Regions from separate parts of the Athene noctua genome. Here region 2 is linked to region 1. The links are chromatin contacts, called in public Hi-C maps. All regions are on one chromosome and are shown on one strand. Each heading gives the region's core, a stretch centred on a gene start, on an enhancer-like site or on the middle of the called end of the contact. The rest is flanking DNA. Distances are from core to core; before and after follow the strand shown.

Region 1 (4,755 bases), core at 1,339-3,838:
ACCAAAGCTGATTACTAACTGGTGATCCTAAACTCTATCCCAACAGTTTTGCCATAAGGTGATGTGGAAACCATGGGTCTAAACTTGTAAGCTTTTATAAAATTGGTGTGTAAAGTTTAAATCCAGACCTGTATCTAGAATTAATTTTTTTAAATCCATGTTTCATCTTCCATTAGATTCCTGTCTGAAGAAGCTTCTTGACCTAAAAGTGTTGAAAATCCAGATCTGATTTTCTACTGTGATCATTTATTATCTTAAACCAATACACAGATTAAACACAGGCAATATGAAGGGAAAGTGTGGGTTGACTGGAAATGTAGGGACATATGTTTTATATTTGGTTTGCTTTGTTAGAAAACATTAGGCTCTTGACTTCTGCTCTGTTCAAAAAATAAAATAATTGCACAGGATCGAAATTTACAGTCCAGACCTTATTCTGCATTTATTGTACAAATTCATTGTGAGTTTTGGCACAAATAATAAATAAAATGCAAGAATTGGACTACCCCCTTTTCTAAAATCAATTGCTTCAAATATCTTCAAGTCTAAATGACCATGACATGAATCTTTCTAATGAATGTGCAGATTTGCAAGCTTTAGGGCTTTCATTTTAAACTAAGGGAACTCTCTGGTTTGAGCTAGTGAGAGCCTGGGTTTTGTTTATCAGATTTTTTCTCATATTCTTAAAATTTTATTTGTATTCAGTTTCATTTGAATATGTTTTTGGTTTGTCCAAACAGCAGATGGGTATCATAAAGAGTCTGTATTTAACTCGGTACTTTCCATTCCACATTCCTTTACTATTCATAGCACAGCAGTCATATTCATCTCCAGTAGACATAAAAGGAGGCAGTTCGACTTGCAGCTGCAGATCTCCTCAAATGTTTGAGTATTTACAAACTAACAGCATTTTTTTTTAACGTTGAGAAGACTATATGCTAGATATAGTGGGTGGATTTTTTTCATCTCTACCACTCTCATTAAATGAGAGACACTAGGACAGAAATTAAACCTGTGTGTGTAGTAAGGAACTCTTATAATTAGACTCATGTAGAGCCCATGTTCATACAAGGAGTGTGAGAATGCATATAGGCAGAAAAATTTGCTCCTGAAGACGCAGCTATGGGATCTCAGCCTAAACTGTCAAGCAAGATGAAGAATTAAATATTCATCTGATTGAAAAACAAGACTACCTAAAATGCATAACAATAAAGGCATTTGTGCTAGAGTAATGCCTTTTTATTACCAGGACTTCACAAAGGAGAATTTGATCCTTTTGAGAACTCATAAGCAATACATTTTTTCTTCAGTTGCTAATCGATAGCAGAATATGCTAAACAAAATCTATTTTCTCAATGTCTTTTAATGTTTTCTTTTAAATTAATTTGTCTTTGACAGAAATTATCATTTCTACTTACTGTATGTTCAAGCAAATGTAGTCAGTGATTATTCTTTTTTCTTATAGTTTCAAACATGCAACACACTTCTAAAAAGCAATCTCACAAGGTTTTTTTTGTAAATAAGCTTGAACTGTGGAAATAGTGGTTTTATTTTTCTTGATAGTATCCTTCAGTTCATGTGCTTCTCCAGAGCCTAAGGAAGAAGAATTTGATCTCAAAAATTACAAAAACCAGATTTTTTCAGAATGTAAATTAAATTTCTATATGACTCACAACCTGTCTGTTGCTTCATTAATGATTATGACTATGTATGACAAATGCTTATTCCCTAGAAATGCAACTCCTCCTACTGAACTCATAAATATGCTTTATCTTCAATATGTTGTCAAATAGATTATTTTTTTCTCTTGCTGTGACTAACCTAAATTTTATTCCATTCAAAAAGCCCAGCTTTCCAACGTGTGTGAAGCTAGAGGCAAGCAGTCTAACATTTCACATCAAACAATAAACAGCATAATGAAAAATATATACAAATATTTTCCTTTACTGTAATATAGCCACATGCTTATTACACTCTGCAGTGTTATTACTTGAATAATATTATTTTGTTATATTAAGAATGATTTTATCTCACCAATAAACTATGGTCAAGGTTCTAATTGTTTCCCACCGAGTTCTTCATTTCAACAACCAAAATGCCATCATGGCAGAAAAGCGCAGACAAGTCTTTGTTCTCCACTCCATTAGGTAACTTGTATTGTCTGGTAAAGCTTCTGGATATGAAACCGTGTTCATCCATCCTGGGTCCATGCTGAGCTTTGATCAGGAGCCAGCCTTCAAAAGTCTGAATAATGATATCTTCGGGGCGGAACTGCACAACATCCAGCAAGACCTTAAAGTGTGTGTTTTCCTCTTCCTGGCCACTCTTCCTGGTGCCAGCTATACTTTGTGTGATACACCTTCTGTTGTTCAGTGTAGCTGTGGAAGGGCCTGGCAAAGCGTATAAAGAGTGGTCCAATTTGTGTGCTTCCAGCTCTTGGACAGCAAACTGCTCTTGGTAGCGTACAGGAGTTTCCACCCAGTGTCTTATAACAGCTTCTGCCATTGTTGAGGCAGAAAGAGAAGTTGCTGCTCCTGTTGCTTTGGGAAAGCTGCAAAGTCAGAGCAAACTCTTCCCAGTCATATGCCTTACCCACAGACTAGTTTATCAGTTGATGTCGTCTTTCACTTTTAGCACAGGCAGAGCTTAGCGTTTAATAGGGTGTGCTGTGCTCCAGTGCCAGGAGACTAGTTTCATCTTTTATCCACTAACAATAGAGCACTATTTATAGGGCTTGGGTCTTGAGTGGCTTAAACACATGCACAGCTTTCATGCATAAGCAGTAAAAGCAAAATGTTAGTGCACATCCGATTACTGCAAAATTGTGCTGTTTGTAGTTATGAATAATGAGAGACAAATAATGTGACTCTTTGATGTAAGTAGAAGTTTAATGATTCTGTTTTGCCAAGGGATACATGGCAATAGATACCAACTGTATTTCTTCTAACTGAAATATAAAGTTACTTGAGGAAGGGATTTAAATTAGCTTGACAGTAGGAACAGAGCAGATTTCAGGTTAGGTAAACTATAAAATTATGAAGTGCACTGAATGTTGTTGCAGAAGTTGCGCACAGGTGAAATACGGGCATGGTTAACCATGTTACTGGTGGGAGGAGGGAACCATGTCTCTGCCCAAAGAGGGGGTGCCTGAAGGGCTAAGCCTGCAATCTCAGTGACCTAGAACACAGCAGAGCCTTCTCCAGTGTGTCAGGGAGTCAGACTCAAGAGTGAAGGGAGAATTATAGGGAAAGATCATGTTTCACAGCTTCCAGGAGAGGGCAGAGTTATTTTTCCTCAGCAGAATAGTAAAGACGACTCCAAATCCTTAATGATATCACGTTGTCCCAGTAACCTTCATCTTCGGGGGCTTAACAGCTTGAATCTATGATCCCATCTACCACATGTGTCTGGGGAGCAAGACTGATGACCTCAAAAGCTGTCTGTGGTGTAATCTTATTGCTATTCTGTGATCTCAGGACAAATAGTACCTACAAGTGTTAATAGTTTGGTTAAAAAGATCTTAGAGGAAAGTGCAGTGAAAAGGCAAAAGCATTTCCAAATTTCAGTACATTTGCTAGAAAATCCCTCTAGCTGGGCTTGGTAATGTAAAGCAGAATGCATTATGGCATCTGATGATGGAAACTCCCTCAGTTGCACTAATGCTAGAAATAATCAAATGAGATACTTTTATTCCTTCTTGTTTGGCTACTGTTGTTCAGAGCTCTGTTACTCTCTTGTCCTTACATCTTCCATTACTATAAAAATGGCGAGTCAGTTTATATAGGATATTTGATTGCTAATGGACTCACAGAGGCAGTTGAATTTCAACAGCTATCAGAAATGAACTTCTGCACTGAGTCGACAGCAGAACAGGCTTAGCAGATATATCTATAATTAAAGTTCTAGGGTTGCTATTTTATTTTAAACTCATGGAGGCCGAACTGCAAGGTAAGGAAATTTTGAAAGATAGATCAAAGGTTCAAGATAACTTAGATTAATGGCCAACCATTTAATTGAGCATTGTGAGAAGGAGAGTTATGATACTTTATTTAGCTATTAGTCTTTCTTCTGTCAAACTGTCCTCCAGATATCATTTAAAAATGCAATTCCAAATGTATAGCTTGCTAAAGTAGTAATAAAAATAATCTGGAGTGTTGCCCATTATCTGTTAAGCAGCTGGTTTTTGTTTTGCTAGCCAATGATTCACTTGATGAGGAAACTTTAACCCTGAAGTGAAGCAGTGTGCCTGATTGGTTATGATATTATGCTTTTAGAGACGCTTAAAATTATTACTGTCTCTGCTGAATTCTGTGATGATAGCCTGACTTACTTTACTTCAGTTTTACACTTCATTAATAAATGTACTGTGCAGGAATACTGAATTCTTTTTATTTTTTATTTTAATTATTCCCACCTTCTCTGGGAAAAGGTAAACTTGCCTATACTTACATTGTAAATGAAAACAGAAATCACCACCTCAGTGCAGCTCACTGTGGGACAGTTATATTTATTCCCAGAAACAGTTGCATTAGTCTTTCAAATGTCTATGTTTAGTGCACTTGTAACTCTCTGCCTGGTCTAATTAGCAAGAAAGATGCTTTGAATACCCTTTAAATTCATAGGATCCCTTTCTACTCTGCAGGACGAGAAATCAGAAAGATTTTGGTAATGAATCCATTAGACTCTGCTCTCCCAACCTGCTCTCTCCTTGGTCCCAGCCCCCTCTTCTCTCTGCCACCAAAGGGATCAGGAATT
Region 2 (5,204 bases), core at 729-3,228, 270 kb before region 1:
AGAACTGGAGTAGAGTGAGGTTTTGGAATCTCTCATATGACTACAGTAATTCTGTCATGGGGCAGGGAGATGGAATACAAGTTCAGGCCTTCTACCTTATTTGCTAGTTAAAATGATGTGATAGAGAAGGGTTATGTTCTAAATATTCTGTCTTTCATATATCAGTGTTTAGTATGGGTCAAAGACCTGGCCAAAGCTCTGCAAAATTCGGAGAGGCTTTTCAAATTACCTTTGGGTCTGTGAGCTCTTTGGTCAGCTGAAGAGTTTCATTTTGCTTGTGAGAGTATGGGGCAGTAAGTCAGTAAATGCTTACTGTAACAGCAGTATTTGTGCAAGTGGGTTTTGCAGGCTGGGCCTGAAGTTCACAAGTCAAATTAATGCAAATCAGTGATTATATATAAACTATGGTGTATATATGATCCTGCTTTACAATACGGTTTACATAAAGGTGGTCATATGACTGTACTAAAAAAGGAATCTTCTCATCTGCATGTGTTTGTGTAAAATCTTCCAGTAATTATACAACCCTCCATGGTTATACTTTTATCCATAAGTAAAGGTGTTTTTCAACAACAGTCACATAATGTGAAATGGGATTTTGTAGGTTGGAGTCTTTACACTCAAGTTTATACATCCACAAAATGGATGTTTCTAGCTGGGCAGGTCACAGTAGGCTGATTTTATAATTGGGGAGGAGAAACAGATGCTTTCAGGGTACAACTCTTAAGACCAAATTTTTAATGTCCACATTGAAACAAGATAAATTGTATGCTGAGTGCCTTTTTCTCTCCGTGGACTGTGAAGACTATGATGTTTCCTCACAAACTCAGACTGGAATTTAGGGAGAACACCATGATTATAGGCAGCTTGATAGAGAAAACAAAACAGTTACCTATTAGAAATTTAAAGGCAGGCTCTGCTTCTGATCCTAGGATCTTGATTTTGTGGAAGACAGGGAAGGTTACTCCATAGTTTCCTTTAGCAAAAGATTCTATTTCCTGGCTTGAGCTAGGCTCTGATTCTCCGAACTGGTTGCAGGGAAAAGCCAGCACAGTGAAGTGGGAGGGACCAAACTCTCTGTGTAGTTCTTGCAGTGCGATGTAATTTTTGTCTGTGTGTTGGCAGTAACTGGCCACGTTTACAACCAAAGTTGCCTTTAGAGAAATAATGTTATAGTAGTAAGAAAAAAGCCTAGAGGTGACAGATTACAATTAAGTCTTAAAATGGCATTTCCTACTACCCATTTTGCCAGAAGGCCAAATTTAGTTTGTCTGATCATAATTTCATTAAACAGATAAGGATCATAGCAGCACAAGATATTTACTTGCAGACAACCCGTTTTAAAAATCCAGTAAATGGATAAACCAATTTATGGCTTTGTTTAAATATAAGCAGTTAAAAAAGCAGGTATTTAGGACAGGCAGTAAAATCATATTTATTAGATCAACTTCCAGAATTCAACACAACATGCTACCATTCTTAAGTAAGATTAAAATGCACAAATTATATTGTTAGGCTATATTGATTTATAATAAGGAATATAAAAAAAGCATATTTCTTGATTTATTAGATCAAATACGTCATTCCTGGAGCAGGCCTCGATAAATGTCTCTCCAGCTTACTGTTTGAAGAAATTTAGGACAAATCTCTGCCAAAAATTCCCACAAACTTTTTGTTTACCTACAAATGGACAGCCGTTTATTCAGTAAAGATTCAAGACAAAGATAAAATGCAGTTGTAACTTACTTTCCCTCTGTACTTCTCCAAGGGAACGATCCTTCCTCGTGAATCCTTGACTTCAAAAGAATAAAAATCTTTGATTTTAGGTTTAAAAAATCTGAGTTGCAGCAGGCAGAGAATGGCAGTACACAAAACCATTGACAGAAAGACAACAAAGACCCTGGCTTTCGGCACTGAGTATTTTAGAGGATAAGTAGTTGTGAGAGGCTCCATTTTCGGAATCTTTGGAGAGGAGCCTGGGCAGGCCTGGAATGTGAAGGAGGAGCTGAAATACGAAACTCACAGCTCGGACTTGAAAGAGCAAGCTGCTGATTTTTGTCCCTGTTGCAGAAGTGGCTGTTTCATGTCACAATGCATCTGTTGGGCTTCAGAGCTCTTGAGTAAATTGCAGAAATCTCTCCGGTGGGGAAAAAATGAAAATAATGAAATGTGTGTTCCCATCACCTAAGGATGCTGAGTGTTCTGTTCAACTTGCCAAACTGTGGGATACAGTTTGTCTGTACGCTGTCTTGAGAGCTGCTGGGGCCTCTTGTGGGTCTGTAGCACAGCTCTAGCACATCCCCTGGGCCTCTCAGTTGTCCCTGACAGAGCTGTTCAGCAGCAGTCTGCTATCAGACTGACCTTGGAGAAGCAGTCTGGGGACCAGCTCTTCAGGTAGAAGGAAGGGCAGTATGGCTGAAACCACTGTGTTCACAGCCTCAGTCCTGCCTGTTACCTGTTGGTGTGGGACTACAGGCAACTTTGTTTGTAAAACTCTTTTACAGCACACAGGGCAGAGAAGAACTTGTTTCTAGGCTGGCATAGGGGAAGATAATACTTTTTTTTGTAATGGCAGCAGGGGCTGATGATGGAAAATGGGTTGCTTTTTCTATTGCTACCAGCTAACTGGCAACTAGCTGTCTGAGATGAGAAGATGGAAGATCTGTATGAGAGAAGACAGAGTTAGCTGAAAATCTCAGGTATAAGCCAGGCAGCTGCAGAGGTGTTTTGCTGAGGCTATTGTGAAAGACACTGAACTTTAGAGTTGCACAAGTCTGGTGTCTTATTTGTCTTTATTTTTTTGTTTTATATTTTAAAGATGTTTGCCTGTAGCTCTTGGTTTCTGAAGATACATACCACATAGTGGTTAGAACTCAGTTACGGAAAAAACAATTTTCTCTGTCTTCCTTCATGTCTTCCCTTGCTCAGTTCATCTTCTTTGTTTCTGTCCATTTGCTATTCCCTCCCTTCCTTTCAGCTTTCAGGGTTTTGTTTTGTCTTGCTCACATTTCTGTTCTTGGGCTTGTCTAAGCTATAATTTACCTTTCAGACCATGTTGCTTGTCAGTCTCTGCTAATGTTCTTCTCCTCCCAGTCTAAACCACTGTTGAAAAGTGATTTCTGTCTCCAATATTTTTCTTATCACACTGATTTTTTTGCACTTAGAGGCTACAAGGATGAAAATAGAATGGGACTTTCTGAAGGTGAAAAGTGGAGTCTGGGTGTCTGATTTTCAGTGATTTTGGTATCACCTCAACTATCATTGATTTGTACATTATGATAGTGGTATGTTCAACCATTTCTATAATCTCAATATAGCTGAAGTCCCATGTGGCTTTTGTTTAACAAGACTGTATAGTGAGTCTCACACACTTCTATGTAACAGAGATGCTTGGGAAACACTGTGACATTTCAGTGTTTGTATGGGTCTTCTGTGTGGTGAGGACACGTGAGGCTTGATCTCTGCCTGGAAGTGAGGCCTGTGAGCATGGTGTTTTGGTGGTGGAGACAGAAAAGGCACAGCCTTCTGTGCTCAGATGGATAAAGCTGTACTCAGCAGGGAAGCACAGGTGACTAATGCTGACTTTAAAAGGAAGTTTGAATGTGTTTGATTTCAGAAAATCCATGCGAGATCCTGGTGTCTAAGTTATGTCTCAACACTTGTAATTTGCATCTAATATTATTTCAGAAATTAAAAAATTACAAGTCTTAATACATCAGAAGTATTTACTGGTGTACCTAGTAATGATCTAGAAGCCTATTATACTTGCTGTGCTTCCTTACTATTGTTAATCTCACCTAAAACATTGCTTTAAAACTGTCTGAAAAGCAAAATCTTGTCTTCAATATTACTTAGGCTCTTACATTTCAAATTCTGATACATTCTTATGTTGTTTTTCTGACACACTACTCTATGAATGAATTTGAAAGTAAGAAATGTAATATTTCTCTAATATACCTTAATATATTAAAAAGTGTATGATAACATTAAAAATAACATGTGCAAGCCACAGTGTTGGTGAGAAGATTCAGAAATCAAAAGAGATTTAGGTTGCCCTTTGGGTGAAGGTCAGAAAAGCAGCCTGGTTCTAGACAGTCAACATCCGGGTTTGCCCAAATGCACATCTCTTGGGAAAGACTGGACAGGTGAGTGTATGCTAAATGTCCAAAGATGTTTTTGTCTTTCAAAGGCCAGTTGCAATAGCGTAGCGTATGAGGGACACAAATTTAGGATTTTTTTCTCTGCCACAGGCTTTCTGTGTGACAGCTTACTTATCTGACTGGAAACACTGGATTCTTTGGTTTTTTCACCCCTCACTCTTTCTCCATTCAGGTGACTGGTGGAGCCATCCTCAGCCCAGCATCCACTTTGGCCTCTTGCTCTGAGGTGGACTGAGCCCACGTGGTGTGCCAGAGAAGAACTGGAAACAGCGTGAAGGGATGGAATGATACGCAGTCATGATGAATTGTGGTGTTCTGTCTCCTTTCACTTGCGCAGGTCCCAGACTCAGAATGGACCACATACTCCAGGTTTAAGAGCTCCATGAAGAGGAAGCTGGCATCCAGGGCTCGGGTGGTGAGCAGCCCTATTGTCACAAGATGGCAGCAGCTGCACGCAAGAGGCGGCGCAGCGGGGCTGCGCAGTGTTCGTGTTGGCTGTGTGACCGATCTCTGTGCCTCCATGGGGTCCAGGCTCATCCACTCACCTGGGAATACTTCAGGTCAGTCAGGATACAAAGGTACATTTTCCTATAGAGGATGCCCTCATGCAGGGGCTTCTGAAATAACCCGGAGTGGGGAATTAGTGTAAGGTGTGGGTTGGTGTTTCTCCCTGTCCTGTTGTTAGTGGCTCTGAGTATGGCAGTGTGCAGCAGCAGCAGTCTGTGCAAACCTTCACAGGCAGAGCAAGCTCAGGACCAGCGTCCTCTCAGCAGGAGAACACTGCTGTTGTGATAGGAAAGTTGGGCCCAAGGTTCTTGCTACCAGTGTGCAGACAGCCTAGGATGTCAGGTCATACAGAAAGTTGACATTGAGAGGGGGGTGAAAGGAAAGAGAAGAGCAAGTCTTATCCCTAACCAAGCAATGCCTGTTGCAGATCAGTCTTTCATCTATGATGGGGGCTGTATTGGGGGTATAAGTTGCAGTGGGCTGTAACAGTGCACAGGAATAGTTAACAGTAAATGGCAGGAGAGCAGAATTCACACA

The links. Hi-C and Micro-C count contacts between places; a contact is called where the count stands out from the background.
Region 2: a Hi-C map of heart shows a contact between it and region 1, with 4 times the contacts expected there. The contact joins the promoter of GPX8 here to the promoter of HSPB3 in region 1. A contact is called at or near these places in 2 of 2 Hi-C or Micro-C datasets (heart and liver).

Annotation. Positions count from the first base shown.
Region 1 is chrZ:19,833,719-19,838,473 of bAthNoc1.hap1.1, reverse strand. It overlaps HSPB3 (heat shock protein family B (small) member 3), which reads right to left and starts at 2,588. Exons shown (of 2, transcript XM_074932226.1): 1 at 2,035-2,588; 2 at 227-1,593. The coding sequence starts at 2,505. The coding sequence ends at 2,056.
Region 2 is chrZ:20,099,376-20,104,579 of bAthNoc1.hap1.1, reverse strand. GPX8 (glutathione peroxidase 8 (putative)) reads right to left here and starts at 1,978. Exons shown (of 2, transcript XM_074931949.1): 1 at 1,747-1,978. The coding sequence starts at 1,953. CDC20B (cell division cycle 20B) reads left to right here and starts at 3,276. Exons shown (of 11, transcript XM_074931558.1): 1 at 3,276-3,284; 2 at 4,498-4,720. The coding sequence starts at 3,276.